Regions from separate parts of the Oryctolagus cuniculus genome. Here region 2 is linked to region 1. Evidence: chromatin contacts called from public Micro-C data. All regions are on one chromosome and are shown on one strand. The core of a region is the stretch at or near the end of the contact, and the rest is flanking DNA. Distances in the headings are between cores, read along the strand shown.

What was found. Hi-C and Micro-C count contacts between places; a contact is called where the count stands out from the background.
Region 2: a Micro-C map of ear pinna shows a contact between it and region 1, with 4 times the contacts expected there. The contact joins two enhancer-like sites. A contact is called at or near these places in 3 of 6 Hi-C or Micro-C datasets (ear pinna, skin fibroblasts and an unstated tissue).

What each region holds. Positions count from the first base shown.
Region 1 is chr14:13,633,261-13,640,935 of mOryCun1.1, forward strand. All of the region lies in intron 83 of ADGRV1 (adhesion G protein-coupled receptor V1), which reads left to right. Among named protein-coding and RNA genes, the nearest start is that of ADGRV1, 360 kb to the left of the region's middle. Within about 2 kb of position 4,326, at least 1 of the 8 cell types and tissues checked has an H3K27ac peak or open chromatin away from gene starts, as enhancers often do. A contact at or near this core is called in ear pinna, where this site is marked.
Region 2 is chr14:13,799,530-13,807,204 of mOryCun1.1, forward strand. All of the region lies in intron 86 of ADGRV1 (adhesion G protein-coupled receptor V1), which reads left to right. Among named protein-coding and RNA genes, the nearest start is that of ARRDC3, 330 kb to the right of the region's middle. Within about 2 kb of position 4,807, at least 1 of the 8 cell types and tissues checked has an H3K27ac peak or open chromatin away from gene starts, as enhancers often do. A contact at or near this core is called in ear pinna, where this site is marked.

The DNA.
Region 1 (7,675 bases), core at 3,076-5,575:
TGGCTCCTTGTCGCTTTACCATGCCGTGCATTGCCACAGCTGTATGTCTGTGTTTCTGAAGTGTGGTCACCTTAGTTCTAACTCCCTTTTTCCTAGCCAAGTGTTGCCTCCTATCAGCAGCTCTCCTGGCTAACCTTGCACGAAAGCAGAGTTCATGGCTGCTTTCCCCGTTGGCCGGGCATACGCCTCTGTTCCTCAGAAGGTGGTGTGCAGTCCAGCAGCACGGGCATCCCTGCGAAGCTTGTTAGAGATGCGGAACCCTGGGTCTGGCCTGGCCTCTGACTCACCGTTTGCATTTGGACACGTGGCACCTCCAGCAAGGCAGGAAGCAGTGCACAGTCGTGGAGGAATACACAGGGCACTTGAGAACTTGAACTCTAGTGAGTTCTGTTTTTTTTTTTTTTCTTTTTGAAAGGGAGAGTTATAGAAGTAAAGGCAGAGAGAGAGAGGAGAGAGAGAGAAAGGTCATCCATCTGCTGGTTCACTCCCCACATGGCCACAACAGCTTCTTCCAGGTCTCCCATGCAGGTGCAGGGGCCCAAGGATTTGGGCCATCTTCTACTGATTTCCCAGGCCATAGCAGAAAGCTGGATTGGAAGAGGAGCAGCCGGGTCTCAAACCACTTGCCACATGGGATGCAAGCACTGTAGGTGGTAGCTTTAGCTGAGCCAGCCCCCTGAGGAATTCTTAAAGGGGGAGAAGGCACAGGAATTCTCACCTTTAACCTTTAAATCATTTACATGATAGCATTGATATGATTTTTACAATAAAATGGTAGCAAGAGTTTCACAAAGCAGAATGTGGGAAGCAACATAGAAAAGATGAGAAATGAATGACAACTGGATGTGGTGGGCATCTGCTTATTAATGACGTTTATAAGAGGGGTTTCAGTAAGTACCATGACAATTAGGGGAAGTTTAAAAAAATGGAAAGAGGGGGCGCCGGTTCCGTCCTGGCTGCTGCTCTTCTGATCCAGCTCTCTGCTAATGGCTTGGGATGCATTTGGAGTGAATCCCCACGTGGTCGGACTCTGCAGGTGCTTGGGCTTCAGAGGTTGCGTTTCTCAAGTTGACAGTCGTGGGTTACTGACGTGTTGTCTGTCGCGAGCTGTACGTTCTTCGTGTAGGAACTGCACCTTGTGCAATCTGGTGTCCTCAAGACCTCCCCTGGTGCTGCACGGTGGCTCCCAGTATGTTGATGTTGATAGCCTGATTTAGTTGTGGAAGAAATCGCTCCTGGAATGTGGATATTTTCAGCAATGAACCAACCAAACCATGTATCTGCATGAGAAATAGAAGCATTTGTGCCCACCGGGACTCGGTCCTTTTAAACATGTGAGCGTTACATGTGTGTGTCCTGTAAATTGGTGTGAATTCAGTGCATTTAAAAAATATCCCAGTTCTTTGCTATGCCTGTAAAAGAGCCATTGGCTAAGAGGATATTTTTATAAACAAATTACATAATATGATCTGTTATAAAGGATAATGCATCTTTTAAATGATAGAAACTGCTTCTAAATTTTAACATATATCATAAAATAGCATCACTAATTAGGAATTTTCCATGAAATCAGTTGAAGATTTTTTTAAAATACATAGATTTAAATATATAAAATCTAAATTTATATGGGAATATAAATCTGAAATATGTACCCAAGTATATACATCTTGGAAGTTAAAAGATATTATCAGTACCATTCTTTTTTAAAGCTATTTATAATGCAGCCAATCTTTTCTAAGTAGCTTTTGAGTATTACTTGGTCTAATATGGATTCTCCTGCATTGAATACATTTAAGTTATGACTGATATATAAGTATACCTGTTATGTATTTTTTGTACAATAATAAGGAAAGTATATTGATAACTGTGAACTACAAAATCTCCAAGAAATCATTTTTAAGGAAGGTTTGTTTTCCTGTTCACACTTTATTTCTTTCTTCTCACACTGCTGTCTAATAGCTAAACTTAGAGACGAATCTATATTTAAAGTGTACATTAACTTCTGCCAAAGGCGCTGGCTTCGGTTTGAATGGCCTGACCTGTGGGGATCTAATTTGTTGTCCATTTCCTTTTTCTGTGATGGGCTTTGTCTAGGAAATCATTGGGGAAGAAACCCATTTCTTAACAGTATGGCTCTGGGGGCAGGTGCCGGTGAGATGTCTTGCTGGGGCAGCTTCCGGAGCTTTAGGGTCAGGTGGTTCGGCTCTGTCACTAGCAGCGCCCAGGCCAGTGTTGACTTTGCCTGCTGGTCTGACAGCAGGGACGTGATGCCAGAAGCATGTGATGGGTCCTTTTGGCAAACTCTGAATAAAAACACACAGATAGAGTGAGGAAGATGCCAATTTAAAAACAATGTTTTCATTATGGGCTTAATTGGCCCAGGAACGTTCCTCCGGTCTTCTAAAAGTCCTAATGACCCAATGGTGATGCTATCTCCTTGTCCTGGGGATTTTATGTGTGGATTTTCATAACTCCATATTCTGTGTATGGATACATGCCAGTGAAATAGTCTGTTTTCTGTGTGGGTGCTTAAGTTTTTTTTAATCAAATAAAAAAGGAACCAAATGTTCGTGTTAGCCAAAATTTTAATATTTTTAAGTATTAGAGATTTATTTTTAAATTTGCATGAGTCTAAATTTCTGAGTAGAAGCCATAATTATCTTGTGATTACAGAGTAATTTTTATTGTCCTCATCAACTTGATTGTGCACGGCTATAACTGACTCTGTTCAATGGCAATGAAGAAGAATTGTGGTTTCCAGCACAGTGAGCATAGTTTTACCTGGGCTTTAGTGAAATCTCTCTCGCAATGTGAGAATCTGTATAGTGTAGAATATGCAACACCACATACACTTGCAGAGAACCCCTGTGAGCTGTACACTGTGCGGGGAGCCAGGGATGAGCAGTGCCTGATTTTGACAGGGTGCCATTAACACAGAACATTCTAGCACAGGAGCAATTCTAAGATAAAACTCATGAATTTGTGCCATGAGAGCCCAGGAAGGGGCCACCTCACTCATCCCATAGGAGACGTTCATTTCAAAGGTGACTTGGACTAAATGACACGTGAGCTAGGGACTGAAGGATATATAGACTCTTTTCTTTGACAGGCAGAGAAACAGGCTGGTCGACTCCTCAAATGCCTGTACTTGTTAGAACTGGGCCAGGATGAAGCCAGGAGCCGGGAACTTGATCAAGATCTCCTGTGTGATGGCAAGGACCCAACTAGAGCCGTCACTGCTGTCTCCCTGGGTCTGCCTTAGCAGGGATTTGGAATTAGATGTAGAACCAGGTATTGAACCCAGGTATTCCAGTGTGCAATGTAGCAGTCAGAACCGGTGTCTTGACCACTAGGCTAAACACATGCCTTGAATTTAAATAGGTGGAGAGAGGATGGGGACTGGGGTGCTTACTGGAAGAGTGTCCAGACAGAGCAGGTATCACCAGAGAAGGCAGGCAGCTCCTACAGAACTGTCGTATGTGAATGGAAAAAGGATCAAACGGATGGCTGGGAGGGGTGTGGGCTGGACTGGGAAGCAAGGGCTAAGTGGCCAAGTGGCAGGTATCAAAGCAGCGGCACTTCTACCACTGATGGGGGAGGTGAAGACTTAGACCAGAGGGGTGAGATGGAAGCTTCAGTTACCGCAAAGTTAGTCACTTACCCAAGGCTGTATCTAGCTCCCTTAATGGAACTGGGTACATTCAAACAGTTTCTGTACATCCAATTTCTCTTAGTTCAGTTCTCCTGTTGATGCCTCACCTGATAAATTTCATTAGGTAAAATGTTTTCTTTTCTCAAAGGAAAATAATTCTGCTTAGAAATCAGTAAATCTTTTAAAATCACAAATTGTAAGAAAAATAACTTTGTGCTAATGAGGCAAACTCTATATAAATGATTAAATTGAAGTGTGGAAAGCAGAGTCTGAGTCAACAAACAGGCAATTAAAATTGACAGCACAATATCTTAGGAGAAATATTTTAATAACTGTCCATCCCTGCTTCACTAGTATTGCATAATTAGTCAAGTTTCCTAGCTGATGGACAGAAATGAAATCAGTCTCCTGACAGACATCTCGTTGCAAATTAATGAATGTTAATTTTGCTTCTACAAATCTGGGCACCTGAAATTGTAAAGTTTAATTAAACAGTGGTCTTCCAAAAGTTCATGGGAGTATGTATTATGAAAAGAATATGCATAGAGACCAAATACTTCTTGCATGAGAATAAACTTAATTTTTAACCTCTATCTCCCATGAGCTTCTTAACACGTGCTCTGCATGGTCTCAACCCGTGGAGGCACCAAATTGAAACTGGAGATCTAAGAAGGGCTCTAGCTTAAGGTTGTGACATTACTTAGTTTTCTTTTCTTTTCCTGCACCCACTGGTATAAATTTTCCACTTGCTAGAAGGGATTTCTCAAACTTTGCAGGACCGTAGAGTTTATTTTCCTCGTGGATATATCCGTATGTAATCATTTCAGCAGGTGAGAGAATTCAAGGAAGTGGTGACTTGCTAGGAAATGAGTTTGCAAGGCTGTGAATTGTTTTTCGCTAGCAGTATGATTTCCCAAATATCCCATTTCATTTTCGTATCAAGGGTACTTTTCCATCTCTTCCCGTCTGCTCTGAGTACATTTGCCCACCAGGGGTCGCTCTTCACAAGCGCTTCCGTGAGCCACCACCAGACTTTGACCAGCAAATCTTCCGTGTTTGTTTCTTCTGCTTTTCTGGGTTTGTTGCAAAGCTAAAGATTTTTTGCACCCAGCCTCTGTTTGCTAGTGGAAATGGGCTCTTTTGTTTATTAAAAACAAGCAAAAATGTCTTCTAAATATTTCAATTGGTACTTATTTTCTAAGTCCTGTTTGCAGCAAGGAGCTTACTTGGTTAGAAAAACAATCTATTCGATATCAATATAAGCCAAAAGTTCTCTAATTGCATTTAAAATAGTAGTTCTCTCCACAGTATTTTTTCTCATGTGTTGCAACATAGAGATCCCAAAGTGTATCTCAATGGTAGACACTTGAGACTACTGAGTCATAGTAAAACCCAGCATTAGAAAAAGCAAACTGGGATTGCTGTCAGGGAAGGCTTTCAGATGAACACAGAGACTGCAGGATTGCTGTGTGTGTGTGTGTGTGTGTGTGTGTAAATGCACACGCACATGCATATGAGTAAGCACACACAGAAATGGCAGACACAACGCCATGAAGGGGACGTTGTCTCAGTAGCACCTGAGAAAAGTCAGTTTCATCATTGCTTCTTGCACTCTGACATGTGGGCCCCGTGGATGGAATTAGACCTACAAAAAGAGACATCACTCTGAACGGTTAAAATGCACTGAATGTTGAAATCGGTTCATTTGCTTAAAAAGCATAACTTTTCCAATTTGTTGTGTTGGAGTTTGAGACTGGTTCCAACAATTCAGTCCCTTAATGAGTATCCTCTATGTGTGGGGCTGTATCCTGCATTTTGTTAACAGTGAGCATGCAGATGGAATCTCTGTATGGATGGCATTGATATTTGGTGATGGTGGCGGCTGGGCGAGGGTGCCACACCGGGTAAGGATTGAGTGCATGCAAAAGAGTGATGGTGAGAAAGGATTGAGAGTGGTAGACTCAGAGCTAACTTATGTGTGGAGGCTGCCCAAAGTGTCTCCAAGCAGGCAGTGTTATTAGAGCAGGGATCTGCAAGCAATGAGGGAGAACATTTCAGATGAAGGGGAAAGCTAGGGTTTCCCTGAGGTGCATCCTGGGAACAGAGAGCCTAGGTTGAGCCAGGAGGATGAACGATGGTAGAAGGCAGTAAGAGGGCCTCGTAGGGTGTTTCGTAAAGGAGTTGGGAAACCACCGGCGGCTTTGTGTGCAGGCTGATGAGACCTCACCTTCCAGGGGAATCCCTCCGCCTTCTGCGTTGGATCTAGAATGTGTGGGGCGGGGATGAAAGCAGGAAGACTAGTTCAAGTAGTTTTGCAACCGGCAGCCTTGCATGCAATGACGGTTCTGCATGAACTTGAAGCATCTTCGCGTTGTCAAGGCTGTTTCCTCATCTTCTGTGGGCCTAACGAGACCTGTGTATCAACTTGTTCGAGGAGTAAATGACAGAACATGCTGGGTCCATCTGGCCAAAGCTTTGTGCAACTGATTCACTCAGATCATCTTCAGATACATCTAGGTAGAAGTATGTAAAACATACGCTCCTCCCAGGCAAATTCATGGCTTTGGATGGCGCGGGAGTCAGCCTGCTTGCTGTGCCTCCAGCCCCGTGTGCACACCTGTGATGGTTCCCTGCACCTTTGGCTTCGAGTCAAACTTTTGAATCGGTCCTTCAGATGCCTGCATGTGTCCCACTCCCTGGAAACACGCTACCCTCAGTCTTGCCCTTGGCTTAGGTCCCTTCTGCGGAAACTGTGCCGTTACTTGGGGCAGGGTGTGGATCTCAGGCCACACACACCCTGATGTGTGAGACCAGAACCCTGAGCTGGTCTTGGGAAACCAGCCCTATCCTGCTCCTGGGGAGCAACCTGCTCATCCTGGGCCACTTCTGCTTCCTGTGGCTGTGCTGAGGTTCTTGGGCACTGATGGAATTGTGTCATGGGGCGGGGGGCGGGGGGGACAGCCAGGGGCTTATCTAGAAAAGGTAGCAGTCTTCTCTACTCCAGGAACTAGACCCAGAAAAGTAGTCCTAGGTTCTCTGTGACCTCAGATCTCCAAATCTACCTTGGGGTGTTTGAATATTTTTCTCCCCAAGGGTTGCTGACTATCCCTGCTTCCCCTGTGTCTGTCTCCTCTTCCCAGTCTACTTGGTTCCACTGCAGAGTGGGAAGCTACCCTTGCTCTGATGTCTTCTGCACCAGGCAGCCTTACCATGGATTGCCTCCCTCCACGGACTAGAGCTGCTCCGTTTGCTGTTTGAGAGGGTGGGGGTGCTTAGACATGACAAGGAAATTCAGAGGAGAGAGAACCTGGGTAACTGCGGGGCATGATGATGCTGCATATGTCTCTGGCAGCTCCCTGTTAGCAATCTTCCTGTAGCACCTGGTTCCTGCTAGAGAATACGTGGTCCTCTGCAACACTGCTGAGTCTCCCAAACTTATCCTCTGCTCCCTCTGTTGTCACCCAAGATCTGATCGCCTTGAACCCAAAGTGCTGATTTCTGAAAGCGTTGTTCTCCAGATGTTCAGCTGTGTGAGATCACAAGAACCGCTACTACTTTGGGGATTTTTGTGTTGTGATTTTGTCATCATCTGCTTCGGCTACCTTAACAGATACAGGTGTCCGGGGTTTAAACAGTTCTGGAGACTGGGAAGTCAAAGATGAGGGTGCTAACAAGGCAGGTTTTGTCCTGAGACATCTTCTCTTCGCCTCTTTCTGTGCACAAGCATAGAGAGAATGGGAGCGCTCTCTGGTGCATCTTCTTAGAAGCACACTAATCCTCTCTTGAGGAATTACTTCACAAGGCTCCATCTGCAAACATCAACACACTGGGAGTTGGAACCTCAACAGAAGAATTTTGGAGGAAGATTAACATTTAATCTGTGCCATCTGTAAGGGTCTACGGTGGTGCCAATTATATCGCAGAGCAATACCTGCTGAGTGAGTGAAAACGTTAAGTGCATCTGCTTAGATGAGAAAGCGTTCCTATTCTGGTCAAGAGTTTCGAGGGTCTCCAACCAGATTA
Region 2 (7,675 bases), core at 3,557-6,056, 170 kb after region 1:
GCACGTTTGGTGTGGCAGGTGAACCTCAGGATACATCTGTGTGGAAGGTGCTGGTGGTGGTGGAAGTATGGGAGGAAGGCTGCTCAACTCAGCTGTGGAAGAACTGCCGTTGAGATTCTCTGAGTATCTGCAAGCCAGGAGCTCAGAGGCATGGAGATGCAAGTTTGGAAATTGTTGGCTCAGAAGTGCTGGAAAGAGGGTGAGGCTAGAGATAACAAGTTTAGCAAGGCTGTCTAAAACAGTGACGACCCTGGCACATAGGCAAGTGTTGGGATACACATGTCTAACCTGTTGCAGTGAAGATTTGCAACTCTGTCTGGAGACAGGAGCCACTAGACTTAGAGTGAGTTCCCAGTTACCTAAATGGGCTTTCAAGAGCTCTTTGGGGAGTCTGTGGGAGGGATACTGAAGCAAAAAGGAAATAAGATTGGAACCACGGATAGTACGCATGGACAAAGCTTAGGATGCACAGTACCCAAATGAGGTATAAGGTGCCGCTTCAGATAATTTGTAAACTCAGTCCATAGCTTTCTTGCTACCTGTTCCAACCACAGTTCCCTAGTGGTGACCTGGCAACTGTATGAAATATGGTGTCTTTTTGTCTTCCTGTTGACTATAAAGTTGTATGCTGAGGACACTTGTGGGTAAGCCTGTATTAACACTTGCTTCAAAAGCTCAGATACACAATATTTTCTCACCAAGAAGTGGATCAGAATTCTGAATCGTCTTTGCTTTAACATGTTAATTTCAGAGTGAAGGCTTAGAGTTTAGAAATAAGGCCTCTGATCCCTTTTTGTTTGCTAACTTAAAAATAATGCATTTGTATTATTGGAAACAGAGCCATAAATATCTTAGCTCCACGTTATTTCACAGTTGTGTGCCTTGTTTTGGTTGATGAGAGCTTGTTTAGGTAGCACATCCCACATTGTTAGACTCAGAAGGTCACTGAGGCAAAATTAAAGCCAGTACTTAAGAAGTTTGTAAACACAGAGTACATTTCAGCCTCATGTAAGGGGCGGGTGATTTCCACCGTGAGCCTTTATTGTTGTCACTGGTGCATAGCTTGAAGGCTGCAATTATGAAGAAAACAGATAATGCAGCTCCACACTGTCTTTAAAAAATGGCAATTAAATTCACTGAAATGATGTTTCCCATTTAAAAATAAAGAGGTGTGGGATATTGTGGATAGGATCTGCTAACTCCAAGAGCAGATTTCCTTAATACTGACACATCTATTTGTTACTTTTTTCCTTTGAACAAGTGATTTCTGAAATAACTAAAACCATTTCAAACCACGTTGTTTTCTACACGAATGAGTCCTTGTTAATTTAAGTATTTAAGTTAAATACTTCCCACTTTTATTCTTTTTCTCTCCCTGTGGTTTAACTTCATCTTGACACAAGCCTGATGTAGCATACGCTTCTTTCTCTTTCCTTAATATACAGGACATAAATCTATGTAAAATAGCAACATACACGTAACATAAAATTTTACACTTTAAGTGTTCAGCTCAGTATCAGTAAGAACACTCACCATGCTGTGCAACCCTCACCACTGCTGTTTCGAGAACTTTTTCATATCTCAAACAGAATCTCTGTCTATTAAATAGTAACTCAATATTTTCCTTTTAGCTTTTACATGGTATGACCACATATAAACACACACATGTAAATGTATTTGTGCATTTATGTACACACATATACAAGGGTACTTCAAAAAGTTTGTGGACAGATGGAATTAAAAAATAAGTCCTAACTATAAATTTGCCTGCTCTACATAACTCATCTAAGTGGAATTACGTATTTGTCCTTTTGTGTCTGACTTATTTTATTTAACATAACCCATGTTGTAATATATTTCAGAATTCCATTCTTTTTTAAAAATATTTACTTGATTTATTTGAAAGGCAGAGTTACAGAGGAGGAGAGACAGAGAAAAATCTTCCATTCCTGGTTCACTCTCCAAATGGCTGCAATGGCCAGGCCTGGGCCAGACTGAAGCCAGGAGCTTTCTCCAGGACTCCCACATGGGTGTAAGGGCCCACGCCCCTGGGCTATGCTCTGCTGCTTTCCCAGGCTAATTAGGAGAGAGCTAGATTGGAAGTGGAGCAACCACAAGTCAAACTGGCACCCATGTGGGATGCTGGCGTTGCAGGCGGCAGCTTTGCCTGCTACACCACAACGCCTGCCCCTCCATTCTTTCTTAAGCTGGAGTCTCTTACCCTGCTTTGGCTGCCATCACAATGCCATAGGCTGGATGGCTTACAAACAAGAGGAACAATTTCCCACAATTCTGGTAGCTGCAGAGTCCAGCATCACAGTGCCAGAGGTTCAGTGTGTGGTGAAGGCCCCAGTTCCTCCTGTATCCTCATGTGGCAGGAGGAGCAAGGCATCTTTTGGGGGCCTCTTATACGACACCACCAATCCCATTCCCAAGGATTCTACCTCCATGACCTAACCACCTCCCAATGCCTGACTCCCTAACTGCGATCCCTGGTGATCAGGTCTCACCATATGAAGTTGGGGGAGACACTTTCTGACTGTGGCACTAGGTAATATTCCATTGTATGTGAATGCCATATTTTGCTCTTCCATTTGTCTGTTGGTGGACATACCAGTTGTCTCCATCTTTTGGCCAATGAGAATGATGCTGTTATGAACATTAGTGTTACAGATATCTGTTTGGGCCCATGATTTCAGTTTTATGGATGTATACCTGGAAGAATTTTGGCTCAAATGGTAATTCTGGGTTCAACTGTTCAAGGTGCCGCCAATTTGTTCACCACAGGGACTACTCCATTCTGCATCCTCATCAGTAATGTGCAAAGGTGCTAATTTTTCCACATCCACACCAACGCTCACAATCTTCTGTGAGTTTTTTTAATTTTTTTTAAATAATAGCCATCTTAATAGTTATGAAGTAGTTATCTCATTGTGATTTTGATTTTTGTATCCCTGACAGCTAGTGATGGTGAACATCTTTCTATGTGCCTCTTGTCCATTTGCATAAGTCCTTTGCCCATTTTTTATCTTGCATTTTGGAGAGACTGAGCATGCACTTGTACCCAAGTATCCCCCAAATGCCTACAATGGCAAGGACCAGTATGGGCCAAAACTGGGAGCCAGTAACTCAGTCCAGGTCTCCCCCATGGGTGGCAGGAACCCACTACTTGAGCCTGACCACTGCCTCTCAGAGTCTGCATTGACAGGAAGCTGGAGCTGGGAGCCAGAGCTGGATATTGAATCCAGGGACTCTGATATGGGATGTGGGTGCATAACTGGTGTCTTAACTGCTGGGCTAAACATCTGTTCCTCATTGCCCATTTTTGAGTTGGGTTATTTAGGTTTATTGATGTTGTTGAGCTGTAGGAGTTCTTTATATGTTCTGGACAACATGGTTTTTATAGAGGTACCCTTATTCCTGTATCAAATAAGGCGTTTTAGAAGCCTCCTTTTTTATTAAGAACACTGAAATAATTCTGCTTTATGTTAGCTAATTAATCCGCATTATAAATTGTTCCCAGTGTGCTAAATGCCTTCTCGAGTAAACATTTAGAGAAAACAGAGAAGTTATGAGCAGCTCACCAAATGTAAAATGACAGCTTAGAAATTGTGAAACTAAAATAATTTTCATTAAATGAAGCAGTAATTTTCCATCTATCAAATGCAATTCATGGTAGCTCTTTAGCAACATCATGCCCCCCACCCAACTTTCATCACCCTCTCTCCCTCCCAACACCACTGCTCCTTTTGCTGGGGCCCCCCGGGAGGTGAATGGTGCCTCCCCAGAGACAGATCAGCCAGAGTGCTAGTACTGTGGAAGTTTCAACGCACCTTGCATGGACCCCTTCTGGGATCCTGTCCCTAATTACGGTTTTGTGATTTTTTGTTTTTAAAGAAGCGCCTCCCTCCCACCAAGTTTTATAAGCTTCAGGCCCACAAAATCCAGAATTGTCTCTGAACACGTTTCTCCCATCTGAAATCATGTCTTAGTCATTGTCACATGGCTGGAAAGCCAGCCTGGAGTCTACTGTTAAACGCAATGAGTTATTTACAACTGGCTTTCTTCCTTGCCGAGTTTCTGGTCTGGGGTGCCAAGCTACCACACTTTTCTGCAGAGATCCAGAAAAGCATGGGCCATGGGTGTTTCTAGCCAACCCTGGTATGCTTTGTTGGCTTTTGCACTGAGCTCTGTCAGCACACAGTGCTGGCTTTGCTCTAGGCACTTAGGGGAGTGTGCAGGCCAAATTTTGAAAATTTGGTGCCCAGTTCATGCAAAATGTGCATGTCCTTTTGTACTTTGCACTGAGCCATAAATAGAATTTTGTGCTTACACAGTGGAAGCAAAGAATGCAATTGCCAGACTTGATACCTAATCTTTGAAAAATTTTGTGAGCACAGCTTAGCCAGTTCCCTATTCTTGTCAGAGGTAAAAATGAGCCTTCTGGCCTTCTTTCCGATTATATAATTTCATTGAACAAAAATGAATTTTTATAAAAATTAAATCTTAATATATGCCCTCCTCTTCTGAAAGGCATTAATGATTAAATAATTGCTCATCAATATCAACTTTTACTTATTATTTTCTCTCCATGCAGTTGTAGTAACTCGGATAAAGTTGTGCTTCAATGAAAGATATATCTAAGCAAGATAAGGACAATCTCCGTTGGAAGTTCTTTTCTTGAAAAAATGCTCAAATTCCTTCTTCCTCTTCCTCTTTTCCTTTCTCATTCTTTGCTTTCTTATTCTTTCTTTTCCTCTATCAAACAGTTCCAAGATATACATGCACAGGAAGGCATCCCAGCGTGAGTATCAGAACCCAGCTGTGAGGGCATCCCTGTATGGGGATGGGTGCAGCCAGCATGAAGCATCAGACCTAGGATGGAGAATGGAGCCACTGTACAAGGGAAGGGATGGCGGCAGTGGGAGATGGGCCACACACACAGGAGTCCACCAAATAGATAAACACAAATATATTGAGAATCATAAGAAATAGATTTCTTACCAGTAGAGAAGTAGTTACAAATATAGAAAGGATCGATGATGGGAGGGACTAGGATTAACAATTGGGTCAGAATTGGAAGTATTGATGTGATCTAATGAATTTCACGATATGTAGAGATTAACACAAAACTATATGGAGTTCTAGCCGGTGCCACGGCTCAATAGGCTAATCCTCCGCCTGTGGTGCCGGCACACCAGGTTCTAGTCCCGGTTGGGGTGCCGGATTCTGTCGTAGTTGCCCCTCTTCCAGGCCAGCTCTCTGCTGTGGCCCAGGAGTGCAGTGGCGAATGGCCCAAGTGCTTGGGCCCTGCACCCGCATGGGAGACCAGGAGAAGCACCTGGCTCCTAGCTTCTGATCAGCGCGGCACTCCAGCCGAAGCGGCCATTGGAGGGTGAACCAACGGCAAAGGAAGACCTTTCTCTCTGTCTCTCTCTCTCTCTCACTGTCCACTCTGCCTGTAAAAAAAAAAAAAAAAAAAAAAAAAAAAACCAACAACAACAACAACTATATACAGATCCACTCATCCCAGTGTCACTTCCTGTGGTTTCCATAATCTCTGGACAAACCTTGATCTGAAACAAACAGTTCGTAAGTTTTAAATTGCACACCGTTCTGAGTGGGGTGATGACATCTTGTGCCATCAGGCTCTGCCCATTCCCAGGATGTGAATCATCCCTTTGTCCAGCATATCCACACTGTCTGTGCTACCTACCTATTACAGTCCCTTAAATAGTCACTTGGGTCATCAAATCAGCTGCTGTGGAACCGGAGGGCTTGTGTTCCAGTCGCCCTTATTTTACTTAATACTAGGCTTAAAGCACAGGGTAGTACATCAGCGATTCAGACGCCCCAAAGTGATTTTTAGTGAGAAGTACAAGTTACTGACTTTATCATGGGTGTGCAGTATGTACGAATGGATAAAACATGGCGTGCATAAGGTTCAGCACTATCTGTGGTTTTCCGCATCCGCTGGGGTCTTAGATCCAGAGAGAGAAGGGCTGGGGAATGAGAATACGTGTGTACATTCTGTAGCTCTGGCTACTGAGAGAGCTTAGGGCAGCAACAGCGATGATCGTAGTGGGCCCCAGACCCTGCTTCATAAATACTGTCCTCAAGGCGATTTGCCTAATGGTTGGGATGCCCACGTGCCCATCAGGGGACCTGGCTTCATGTCCCGGCTCTGGCCCTGATCCCAACTTCCTTCTGATGCATCACCCCGCTCAGGTGAAGCCTCAAGTAATTCGTTCCCGCCCACATTACGTGGGAGAGATGAATTGCATTCCCAGCTCCTACTTTTAGCCCAGCCCAGTCCCAGATGCTGCGGGGATTGGGGGAATGAATCAGTGGATAGGAGTTCTCTGTCTGTCTCTCAAATAATAAGCAAGCAAGCAAGCAAATAGAATCAGTGTATGGAGCTGTCTCTCAAATAATTAATTAATAGATAAATAAATACCGCTCCCCAGAAAGCAGGATAGCCCAGGGTAAGTTTGAAACATCTTGGACCACTAATTAAGTGCTAGCTGCAGGGGTACAGACATAAGAAAAGGCATAGAGGGCACTTTGAAGGGGCATAGATTAAAGGCAATTTGCTATCAAAAGAAGTAATGATAGTAATGGAGAATAGTCCTCTAAATAAAGTAGCAACCCATGAGTTCCTCTTATAAAAAATAAGTAAAGGGATACATCAAACATTTGACAAGGAAAAAGGATCTGCAGGTTCAAAGCCATGCCATGCAAGATCCTTAGCAATGACCAAGGTGCTCCCTTTGCAAAGGCCAGCTGTACAGTGGGGAATCTACAGCCACTGCCTTAATCTAGTGACTGAAATGACTCCCTTTGGTCAAGGGGGTGTTCTCTTAAGCCACTCAAGAGAATTTACAAGAAGAACCCACAACTACTAGTGTGATTTCTGCCAAAGTTTGTAATCTAAATCTTAGCATGAGACTTAGCATCGTAAGAGATTCAAATTTAAGTACTTGCTACGAGAACCTGGCTGGTAATCATGACAAGTGTCAGGATGAGGAGCAGGCTTTCGGCACATTGGCTATGGTGCTGTGTGAGAAGTCTGCATCCCTTATCAGAGTGCATGGCTTGGACTCCCAGCTGAGTTCCTGATTCCAGCTTCCTGGTGTTACACACCAGGAGGTAGCAGGTAATGCCCAAGTACTTGGTCCCTGCCACCTCTGTTGGAGATCTAAACTGAGTTCCATACTCCTGTCCTAGCTGTTCCAACATTTGGGGAGTGAGACAGAGGATGAAAGATCTGTATGTCTGTCTGTGTTACTCTATCTTTCAAATAAATAAAAGTAAATACATTTATGAAAAAGGATCAGGATCATGAAGGACACAAAAGAACCATCTGGGATTAAGGAGACTACAGGGACATCAGCTGTGCAAATCTGGATTTTCTACAGATGAAATTATTAGAATCATTGCATGAGATCCAAGGGTAGTAGTAATGTAACAGCATTAATTTCTTGTTGTGTTTATGTAGGAAAATGTCTTTATAGGGGCAAGCATTTGACCTAGTTATTAAAATGCCTTCAGCCCACATTGAAATGCCTAGATTGATTCCTATCTCCCAGCATCAGCCAAGTCTAGTGAAGCCATCAAGAGTGTTTAGGGAGTGAACTAGCCAAAGGGAGCTCACTTCTTCCTCTTACTGATTTCC